3 separate regions of the Mus musculus genome follow, and regions 1 and 3 are each linked to region 2. A link is a contact called in public Hi-C and promoter capture Hi-C data. All regions are on one chromosome and are shown on one strand. The core of a region is the stretch at or near the end of the contact, and the rest is flanking DNA. Distances in the headings are between cores, read along the strand shown. Region 1 holds the start of AV051173 (expressed sequence AV051173). Region 2 holds the start of Ybx1 (Y box protein 1). Region 3 holds the start of Tmem69 (transmembrane protein 69).

What was found. Hi-C and Micro-C count contacts between places; a contact is called where the count stands out from the background. Capture Hi-C pulls out chosen DNA fragments and counts their contacts.
Region 1: a contact with region 2 is called in a Hi-C map of B cells, with 7 read pairs. The contact joins the promoter of AV051173 here to the promoter of Ybx1 in region 2. A contact is called at or near these places in 1 of 39 promoter capture datasets (neutrophils) and 1 of 484 Hi-C or Micro-C datasets (B cells).
Region 3: a promoter capture Hi-C map of liver shows a contact between it and region 2, with 2.5 times the contacts expected there. The contact joins the promoter of Tmem69 here to the promoter of Ybx1 in region 2. A contact is called at or near these places in 2 of 39 promoter capture datasets (hippocampal neurons and maxillary cranial neural crest) and 1 of 9 other capture datasets (liver).

The regions. Positions count from the first base shown.
Region 1 is chr4:116,684,140-116,687,542 of GRCm38.p6, reverse strand. AV051173 (expressed sequence AV051173) reads left to right here and starts at 1,521. Exons shown (of 3, transcript NR_040442.1): 1 at 1,521-1,606; 2 at 1,705-1,898; 3 at 2,235-2,581. Prdx1 (peroxiredoxin 1) reads right to left here and starts at 1,944. Exons shown (of 6, transcript NM_011034.4): 1 at 1,883-1,944; 2 at 20-136. The coding sequence starts at 125.
Region 2 is chr4:119,292,716-119,296,143 of GRCm38.p6, reverse strand. Ybx1 (Y box protein 1) reads left to right here and starts at 1,631. Exons shown (of 8, transcript NM_011732.2): 1 at 1,631-1,940; 2 at 2,339-2,402. The coding sequence starts at 1,781.
Region 3 is chr4:116,554,691-116,558,052 of GRCm38.p6, reverse strand. Tmem69 (transmembrane protein 69) reads left to right here and starts at 2,110. Exons shown (of 3, transcript NM_177670.4): 1 at 2,110-2,180; 2 at 3,150-3,285. The coding sequence starts at 3,244. It overlaps Gpbp1l1 (GC-rich promoter binding protein 1-like 1), which reads right to left and starts at 395. Exons shown (of 12, transcript NM_029868.3): 1 at 225-395.

The DNA.
Region 1 (3,403 bases), core at 272-2,771, 2.6 Mb after region 2:
GTGGCCTCTTTAATCTTACCTTTGTATTCACTTAGGCTGATATCTTTGAATTGTCCATCTGGCATAACAGCTGTAGCTTTGAAGTTGGGAGCAGGATACCCAATTTTTGCATTTCCTGAAGACATCTTGCTATCAGCTGGAAAAGACAACAAAAAAAAGTAAACCCTATTCTTCTAAATAAGCAACAGCTTTCACCTACCTAGGAACTTAACTGTAGCTCAATCAGAACACAGGCTCACAGTTAAGGGTCCCAACCCAAAGCTCCAACTCCAGGGTAAAATTGAGACTGAAAAATCAGCCTTTGTTTTCACTTGCTAACAGCTCCACAGTGTGTCTAAATAGGTCAGCTCTCCCACCCTTTCTAAGCCAGTTTTTGCAATGGCATTTTATTCTGCATATTCATTAGGGAGAAACGGGAAGGAAATGGAACAGACACAAAAATCCCAAGCACATCAATGCCAGGACACTGGCATTTATTGCTTCAGATCTTTAGGTGTTCTGTTTAAGCTTAAGTTTTCTCTGCATAACTTGTTTGAGGCCAACCTAGATTTAGTAACCGTGTCTTAAAACGTTCTTTAGGTTTAACCCAGGGACAGTGGAGCATCATCCCAGCACTCTGCATGCTGAGGGAGGAGGATACTGAACCGAGGGAACACTTGTCTCAATTTCTGTATGAGGGAGGTTACGCAGGTTAAGGTAATTGCTATCTGATGACCGTAGTTCCATCTCCAGAATGCCCATAAGGATGGAAAGCCGACTTCTACAAGGTTCACACACACAAATGTTTAAAAGAAAAAAACTTGGGATGTGTAATCTCAACACTTGGGAAGTAGAAGCTTAAGATTCAGGAGTTCAAGGCTAGCCAAATTAGAGGCCAACCTATTTCCAAGATACTCTAAGAAAAATACAAAAAGAGTCAATGTACTGCTAAGAAACCGATTTCTGCACTATCGACCCAGGTCAACACCAAGACAAATAAATTGTTAAGATGTACAACATTAGGAGCTTCAGCGATGGCGCAACAATTTAAGAGCCTACACTGCTCCTTTCCGGAAAAGTCCTGGTTCAGATTCCTCCACCCACTTAGGATGGGTTCACAACCACCTGTAACTAGCTCGGGGGGGGGGGGGTGTTTACCACACAGGTAGACATACACATTAAAAAAAAACCCACAATCTAAAAGAAAATTTACGCCTCTCAGTATGAGTGCAAGTTGGAATCCAAGTTCCAAATTTCTTGGTTCATAATACCAATAACCAAAAGAAACGCCAAGAAAAAAAGCATCTTTCATCGCAAACTTTAAAAAACTTTTAACTGTTTTTTTTCAGGGACATGCTGCACCTGCAGCATAGCAACTACCTATCTGGTGTGCCCCCTAACATAAACCATCTTTTAATCAAACTTGCTTTGCAACGTGGCCCAGCATTTCCAAACTCAACCAATCCCGGAAAAGCGACTTCCGGCCGCTGAGAAGTCTCCGTAGGAATCGGACTAGAACGCCGGAGAAGGTCACGCCCCAAGCTCGCTGGAGGTTACGTTCCTACCACTCACGCCATCACCCACTATAGCACATCAGAAAACACAACGACACAGCCCAGTGCGCGCGGTAAGTTCCAGCACAAACTCGTCCCACCAAGCCATCTCCGCCCTCTATCGGTGAGCGGGAGAGGAGGAAACTGAACGTTAGCCTCAGGGTTCCAACAGGTCCGGGAACTAAGCGCCACGTGAAGAATGCGAGTAGAGCTCCAGCACTCGCGGGACCAGGCCTCGCCCTGCCGCTTCAGCCCGTGATCGCCCGGGACGAGCCGGGACCGGCCAGAGGGAGAAGGAACCAGTGATGGGCGCGAGCCGCGTTTCTCAGCGGCGATACCCGCACACTCACCAGGGTCGAGCCACAGGTCTCACAAACAGAAAGAGCCGTGAGAACGCAGGAAGAGGTCGCCCGACAGCGCGCGCGGGGAGCTGCTTTTATAGCCTACAAAGTTCTCGCGAGATTCTCACGGGCCGGGGGTGCGGGAAGAGGGGGACCTGGCTGAGCCCCGCCCCACCCTGGCCGGCCTACGGGGGATGACTCAGCGCTTTCCCTGGATGGGCCTGGAGTGGAGGGGGTCTCCAGGGGGAAACGCTCACACTTTCAGTGATGCTGTTCCCAGAGGTAGAAAAGCACTGCCCTTTGAGTCATTTCCTCGTTTAATCGGGGTACCCGGGTAATCCGTGCCTCTCTTTATTCCCAGGACCACTGTGTGCTGTGCAATCAAGACCCAAACTAGAAGAAGGGTCTGTTTTACTGCTCTTGGAAGGCCACGTCTAAAATTAAACCACGTTCAGGGGAAACTGTGCACCCAAATATTTCTCAGTCGCACCCCAGCCTCACAAACCTATTCTAGGGCTGGAAAAGCTGGCTCAGCCGTTATAAGCCCTGGCTGCACTACCAGAGGACCCAGCCTCAATTTCCAGCACCCACATGGCAGCTCATAACTGTGTAGATCCAGTTCTAGAGGATCCAACACCCTCACACATACATGCAAGCAAAACACCAATGCACAGAAAATGAAAAGAAATAAATCGTTAAGAACAAAAACAAAACTCCTGTTCTAGTCTGGTCCTCATTAACCCTCACCACTGAGGGCAGCCTCCATTGGTCTCTGATTACTGGATACTGCTTTTCTGTTTCACACCCATTTCTTGCATTATTCTTAAATCTTTCTGAATCTCAGCCTGTCACTAAACTGATTTGTGGTTTTAAAAACTGGGGCTCTGTGGTCAATTTCCTGAGTTAAAAGTCACTGTTCCAAGCCAGGCAGTGATGGCACATCTTCTTAGCACTCTAGAGGCAGAGACTAATGGAGCTCTGAGTTCGAGGCCAGCCTGGTCTCAATTCAATGCGAGTTCCAGGAAAGCCAGAGCTACACAGAGAAATCCTGCCTCCAAAAAAAAAAAAAAAAAAAAAGTCAAGAGAGTTAAAGAGGGGTCAGGCTTGATGGCCAGCACTGGGAAGGTAGAGGCAAGAGAACCTCTGTGTTTTTTAGTCCATCCTGGTCTACATAGCAAGTTCCAGGACAGCAAGGACAACATAGAGACCTTGGGGGAGGGGAGGGGAAGCCGGATAGATACAAAGCTCAGAGTTCCCATTTCATATCACATGCTTTGTGTGATTTAGGAACCCAGAGATGGATATAATCCAAACTTTACCCTCTAGAAAGTCATGCTATAAGGATGGGGCAGACATGGAAACACAACAGTTAGAAGATTTTATTAGGCCGTAGAGGTTTAGGCATAATGGTCAAGTCAAGGGACAAATGAAAGCTGGTAACTCTGTTAAAGGGACTAATCAATAAACTCAGGTCAGGGACAGCTTTCCAGGAAGTAATGCTTATCTGAGTCTACAGGCTTATCCTCTCTG
Region 2 (3,428 bases), core at 382-2,881:
AGGCAGTCTCTCAATCAAACCCAAGGCTGGATGATAGTAGTATTGCAGGCGAGCTTGTTCTGGGGATCCAGGCTGAAATCCCAAGAGAGGGCTGCCATGCCCACTCAGCATTTATTCTGGGTATCTAAACTCCAGTCTTAACATCAGGACTGCAAGTGATCTAACCACAGAGCCACAGAGCCATCTCCACAGAGCCATCTCTCCAGCCCTGGTCTTGGTGGTGGTGGTGGTGGTGGGGGGGGGAATGAGACAGGGTTTCTCCTGGCTGTCCCTGAACTCACTTTGCAGACTAGCCTGGCCTCGAACTCAGAAATCCGCCTGCCTCTGCCTGCCAAGTGCTGGAATTAAAGGCGAGCGCCACCACAGCCCGTCGGATTTAGCGTTCTTTTTGTATTTCTAGTTCATGCTTTTATTTACTGGGAGCTAGGAGTATGCCACAGTGCTCGTGGGGAGGTCAAGCTACAGCTTACAGGAAGAGGCTATCTTTCTCTTTCCATTATGTGGAGCTGAAGGCAAGAACTCAGGTTTGGCCAAGTGCCTTTACACACAGAGCCATCTCAGGTCCTCTTGTTTCCCCCACTCCCATCCCTTCTCTCTCTGCAGCCCCTTCTCCAAGCAGCAGCCTTTTCTTTCTTTAACGATGCTACTCCTTACTTACACCGCGAAAGCTACACTGCTCACCGGTGATCAGGGGAAGAATCTCAGGTTAAAAACACCTCTGCCCACCTCTGATTCCTACTTCGATTGGTTTCCTTTATTTGCAGTCTCCGTGAGACCCTATCTTTTCTAGGCCTTTGCACAAACCTACCTTTGCCTGAAATGTCACCACCCAACTCTTCCTGCTCCCACTCCCCAAACGCTGTGCTCACCCAACCAAGAAGTGGTGGGCGTTTAAAATTCCACCATCAGAAAGCAGAAACTAACTGGCAAACTACTTCAATCCCCAGTCAATAGTAGATGCGTAATAAAGAATGAATGAAGGTAGGCGGAGGGCTTCAGAAAGAAGGCAGCGTGTGTTTTACAGTGTATAAAAACAAGGATAGCAATCCTTGTCTACAGTGCTTAGTTTATAAAGTCAAAAACCCTAACATCCAATAAATGTGAGGCGAAATTAAATCTGATTTGTGGCCAGTATGAAATACATTTCCTCGGACGCCGGGGGAAACGATCACCCCCGCCCTGAACACGCTGAGTCGTGGCAGCTCCAGCGCCTGCGTGGTCCCTCCAAGGTGACTGGATCACCAAAAGCCTGACCCATTAAGGAGGCCCCGGCGTTCACCCAGCCGTGGGAAGGAGCCCCTTCTAGGAGGCCGGAGTAGGCCCGGCGATCGCGGCCCACGTGCGCGACGAGCGCAGCCCCATCTGGGAACGTTCCCTCTGCGCGTCCTCCCGGTACTCTATGGTGCTCACGGCCGAGGCTCTCATTCTAGTTCCGGTCTCTATGGCGGCGGAGGCCTGAGAAGCTGTGGGTCGGGCGAATTAGTCGCTAAAGATACCAATGAGAGCGCAGGAGCCGCGGAGCGTGAGCCAATAGGCGCTAGAGACCCGGTCAGGTGGTGAGATGGACAACGATGCGGACCAATGGGGGAGGACGAGGGCGGGTCTATCGCGGGGCTTATCCCGCCCGTCCCGCCATTCTCGCTAGTTCGATCGGTAGCGGGAGCGGAGAGCGGACCCCAGAGAGCCCTGAGAGCCCCACCGCCGCCGCCGGCCTAGTCACCATCACACCCGGGAGGAGCCGCAGCCGTCGCCGCCGGCCCCAGTCACCATCACCGCAACCATGAGCAGCGAGGCCGAGACCCAGCAGCCGCCCGCCGCCCCCGCCGCCGCCCTCAGCGCCGCCGACACCAAGCCCGGCTCCACGGGCAGCGGCGCGGGTAGTGGCGGCCCGGGTGGCCTCACATCGGCGGCGCCCGCCGGCGGGGACAAGAAGGTCATCGGTGAGCGCCAGAAGGGACCGGGGATGGGGCCGCGGGCCGGACCGTTAGGCGACGCGGCCCGAGCCACGGACTACGCGGCCGCCCCTCCCCCCCGAGGCCCGCGGCGCGCGCACACCGGGATCCCGCCGCTGCTCCGGCCGCCGCCGCCCCTCCCCCGCGCCCACCCGCCCCGGGGCCTCGTGCTGGGGTCCCCGCCCCGCCGCCTACGCAGCCGGAGGAGCGCGGGCTGCTTCCCCGGCCCTCACGTGCTCGCCTCCCGGGCGCACACCCACCTCGGACCCGCGCTACCCGGCGCACCCACGTGTGCGGCGAGGGCGGCGGCCCGGGCCTGCGGCTAGATCCTGGACCGACTTCCAGGGCCAGCCGGTGATTGGACGTTGTTGTGCTTTGTTTTCCAGCAACGAAGGTTTTGGGAACAGTCAAATGGTTCAATGTAAGGAACGGATACGGTTTCATCAACAGGTGAGATGCCGGGGTGGAAAGCTCGCGTCCGCCTCCTGCATGGGCCAGAGCCACCGCGGGCATGACAGGGTGGGGGATTGGGACCCTGTGTTTCTTCCTTGGGTGACGGGATTAGCGGGTCTGTAGACTCGCTTTGTGTTGCTGTTAAGTACCGATCTTGAGCTAGCCTCAAAAAGCTTTGGCACAAAGCAGGTCAAGGCAGGCGCGTCGCATGAGCCATGCCTTAACAGTTACCTTGCATCAAACTGAGGCAACTCCAGGCTAAGCACGCTTTTAACCTTGACATCCCTTTCTGCTTTGAAATTGCTATGTAAGAATGTGACCCGCTAATTAACATACAGGTGATCTTTCACCTTGTTAACCTCTCGGGGAACGGGATTTGACATGTCAGTTGCCTGAGATGTTATCTGTACTGTAAGGTTATGTTGCCTTTGTTTAGACTACTCGAATATTCAGTCCATTTAGTACCTCGAGCACATTTTTCCTATAGACCTTCTGTAGCCAAAGAGGGCTCTTCTTATTTGTCCAAACGACGAGTAACGTATCTGAAAGGAAATGGTTCTTCCTCATTTTTTATTTCTCTTACTTCCTTGTCAGGGAATCATGCTGATCAAATCAATTTTTGTTATAGCTTGCTGGAGTGGCCATAAGTCCTTGGGAACTTAGCCTTCGTTGTATTTGGCTTAGAGTTGTAAACTATACCTTCATAGATCCAGAGAAGGGTTTGTAGACGGCGGTGGTAAGTGCAGGCGCTGCCTGCACTCTGGGCTCCCTTGTGAGCCCGGCATCTTTTTCAAGATGGCTGCCAAGGCTAGTGCAGTTGCATGGGTGTAGAGCCCCGCGAGTGCCAGCAGCAATCCTGGCCGTACAGCTGTGATACTTGGCGCCATTTCAGCATTTTCTCTTACATGCTCGCTTAGAAGGCGTTAAATAAGTAGATGGTGAAGAGAGCGCTACAGAGTGGCACAGTGCTCGTGAATGGGCAGCTATAGGCTTTTAAAATAACGGAGTGATGAAAAACATTCA
Region 3 (3,362 bases), core at 861-3,360, 2.7 Mb after region 2:
CGGCGACGCTAGTGTGCAAGACTCCTCCCGTTGGCGGGGGGGAGGGGGACGTTCCAACTCGGCGACTCCCAGGTCCCTCGTCCACCCCGGCGGACCCACACCCAACCACCTGTGCAAGACCTTCTTCTAACTAGTTTTCCTAGACGGCCAGTTAGGTGCCGGCGGAGCCCGTGCCGGGACCACTCCAGGTCTCCTTCTGCTCGGTGTCCAGGACCCATACTCACCCGGCAGCGGCGGGGCTACGGTCAAGGACGACTCGCGGCGTCTGAGGACGCGTCCTCAGCTTCTCCGACCAGCAGAGGTGACTAGCCCACAACCATAACAAAGCTCTTCCCAAAATGGCTGCCCGGCCCACAAGGCCCAGGAGGGGGCAGAGCGGGTGGAGGAGGAGCGACGGCCGGCTGGGCCCTCCCTCTGCCGCTTCGGCCCGCCTCCTTCACGCCCACTAGCACCGGCGCACGCGCAGGCGTGAGCTCCAGCTTTCGTGACCCCGCCCGGGCGCCCGCGGCTCGCTCTGGAAACGTTGGGCTGCTCCTGCAGCGGTTACTTCCCGCCCCGCCCCCGGCGCCCTTCGGCGCGACGCCGGTCGGTCCACTCTCCCTTCCGCAAAGCCTTCGCCTCTCCTTGTGCCGCTCTTGGGGCGAGGACCAGCCGAATTCAGCACGCCCCTTTAAAGCTCCCAGCCGGGTCCTCCGGCCTGGGAGCACGTGAATATGGGAGGATATATTTGTACCAGTTCTTCCCCCACCCATTCTTTCTTCACCTTCTCACACCTCGATTGTGAACCAGATGCTTCGCCAACTACTAGAATTGTCAAACAAGTAGCGGAAGAGTGTGTTTTCCGAGCCCTGTACACCTTTGCCCCTCCATTCACAGGCGCGCGCCGTGGAAACTACAGTCCTAGGCAAGCCATAGACACACACATACTCCCGCCCCTCCGGACTAGAGCATGCGCGGCGGTGTGGGCGCACTACCTGCCGGGAGTTGTAGTTCATGGGCATTGCAGGCGTCACGGAGCCGCCAGAATGGAGGGTTGAAATCTGCTCCAGCCCAGTCTTTGCTAATAAACCCCCAAAAGAGTCTATAAGCACTCTCTTGGCTATTGCACGACAGGAAGGGACCGTACAACCTTGCCAGAGAAGGTAATAAAACTGGCGGACAGCGTCTCACTAAAAACGAATGTTTCAGGAAGTTAGTTTTACTGCTTAGAATGGAGGAAGTAGTCAAAAAGGAGTCCCTACGTAAATGAACTCTCCTTTTTGTCTTCAGCTTTTTACACAAGGAGCCAAGAACGCTCGAAGTACTTGGTAGCTGTTCCTTTTGGTCGACAGATGGCAGGTTGGGGGTGGGAGAGGAGACTTAGAATAAATCACACAGAGGATAAATTCAACAATGTTACTTCCTGGATGACCTTCAAGCTCAATGCCCCTAACGCCACACTTTGATTCATAGAATTCTGAATGTTGGGCCCCAGTCTTCTGTATTCCTCAATGTAATTTCTAGGTAATAGAGAATAAGGTAAAAACAAAATCAACACCTCTTTCTCGCCCAGTGGTAGTAATAAAGGACTCAAATGCGGAGGAAGATGTGTCCAGTCGACTCAACAACGTTGTTTTGCAAGTTAAGCGTTCCAGGCAATCCTGCCTTTAAAAAAATAAAATAATTCCGTAGGCCAAATCAGCCAACTCCAAGTCTCCTCCTAGCTTCTTCCACTACTGTTACTGGGGGTTATTTCAGAAATTGTACTCTACTTCCTGAATATGTGTGTGTGTGTGTTAAACTGGTTAGAGATCCCATAACAGAGACTTGTAAGGTATCTGAAAGCTGACTTCAATTAGAATATTTTAGACTAGCCCTCAGCTCTGTGGTTAAAGGCACTTACTGCTCTTACAGAGAACCTCAGATCAGCTCCCAGCACCTATACTGTGGGGAATCCAAGCCTCTCGCCTGAGTGGGCACATGCATGAACATCCACATTAAAAATAATGTAAAATAACTGAGGGAGGGAAGCATTCAAAAACGGAAAGAGAAGAGTCGGAACTTGCTACCGTTAATTCCCATCCGGACCCATTTTCCTGCACTCAGGAAGTGGGGGGGCTGTGTGATTCCAGTTGCCGGAAGTGTTGTTTCGGTGTTTCTGGTTGAATTTGTTCAACTTTTGCGCCGTGTGATGGTGGCAAGTACGTTTCAGGGTTGTCAAGGGTACACTTTGGGAAGGAGGTGGTGGTGGGGTCACTAAGGATTGGTATTGGTATATAGATGTATAGTTACCCCACGCGTCTTAAGGACCTTTTGTGTCTAAATTCCGCTCGTGTCGCTAAAATGTCAGCTAGGAGCTTCCAGTTTGTGGTAGTTGCGTTGGCGAAATGAAAACATTTGGTCATTTTTTTTTTTCGTGGAATGAGCGAGTTGGCCACGGCTTTTAGTTTTTTAATCTCCACATCAGCTTCTGTCTCAGGGCTTCAGCCTGATTATAATCCTCCAAAATTAGAAAACACGTGCTCCACTGGTTACTGAATTCCAAAAGGTGGAGAATATATGGAAAACATTTAATTACATTGCTTGATTCACAACAAAGCGATATTTGTGGCTGCTCTCATTTATAGTGTAAAAATTCCACAGCCCCGAGTACACAATAACTAAAGAGAATATATGATTATTGGGAACAAAAGGTATAACTGTCAGTTTTAAAGATGAGGCACTGGTGCCTAAGAAGTGGTAGAGATGTTTGCTAAATCCAAATGTTCAGTTTCACATTGCTCTTTTTATTAAACCAAACAGCCAAAACTAAAATTATTCTTCAGAAAACAAAAACAGCACAAAACGTATTTCCTTAATATGTGACACTTTGGCAAATAAATACATAAATAAATCAAAATAAATTATGTTTCATCGAAGAGATTTTCTTGACTTTTTGTTGTTGTTGTTGTTGTTTTGGGTTTTTTTTGAGACAGGGTTTCTCTGTATAACCCTGGCTGTCCTGGAACTCACTCTGTAGACCAGGCTGGCCTTGAACTCAGAGATCCGCCTGCCTCTGCCTCCCAATGCTAAGTGCTGGGATTAAAGGCGTGCACTACCACTGCCCAGCAACGACTTCTTATAAATGTATAAAATGTATACAATTAAGCGATATCTTGTTTTATGTATAGGGCGTTGCTTCAAATTCAGCCATCCCCCTCAACTATAAAAATATATGAATCGGAATTGCATTTTCCCTGGACAAAACCCTGAGCAGAAACCAGAATGCTACACTTCATCCAGAAAGTTTCTGGAGCATCTTCAAAGGTTAGTTGAGCACTATTTGTCAATAACTGTTTGGCTATGGCAGATATAGAAATATGTATTCAAGTGAGGAAGGAAAA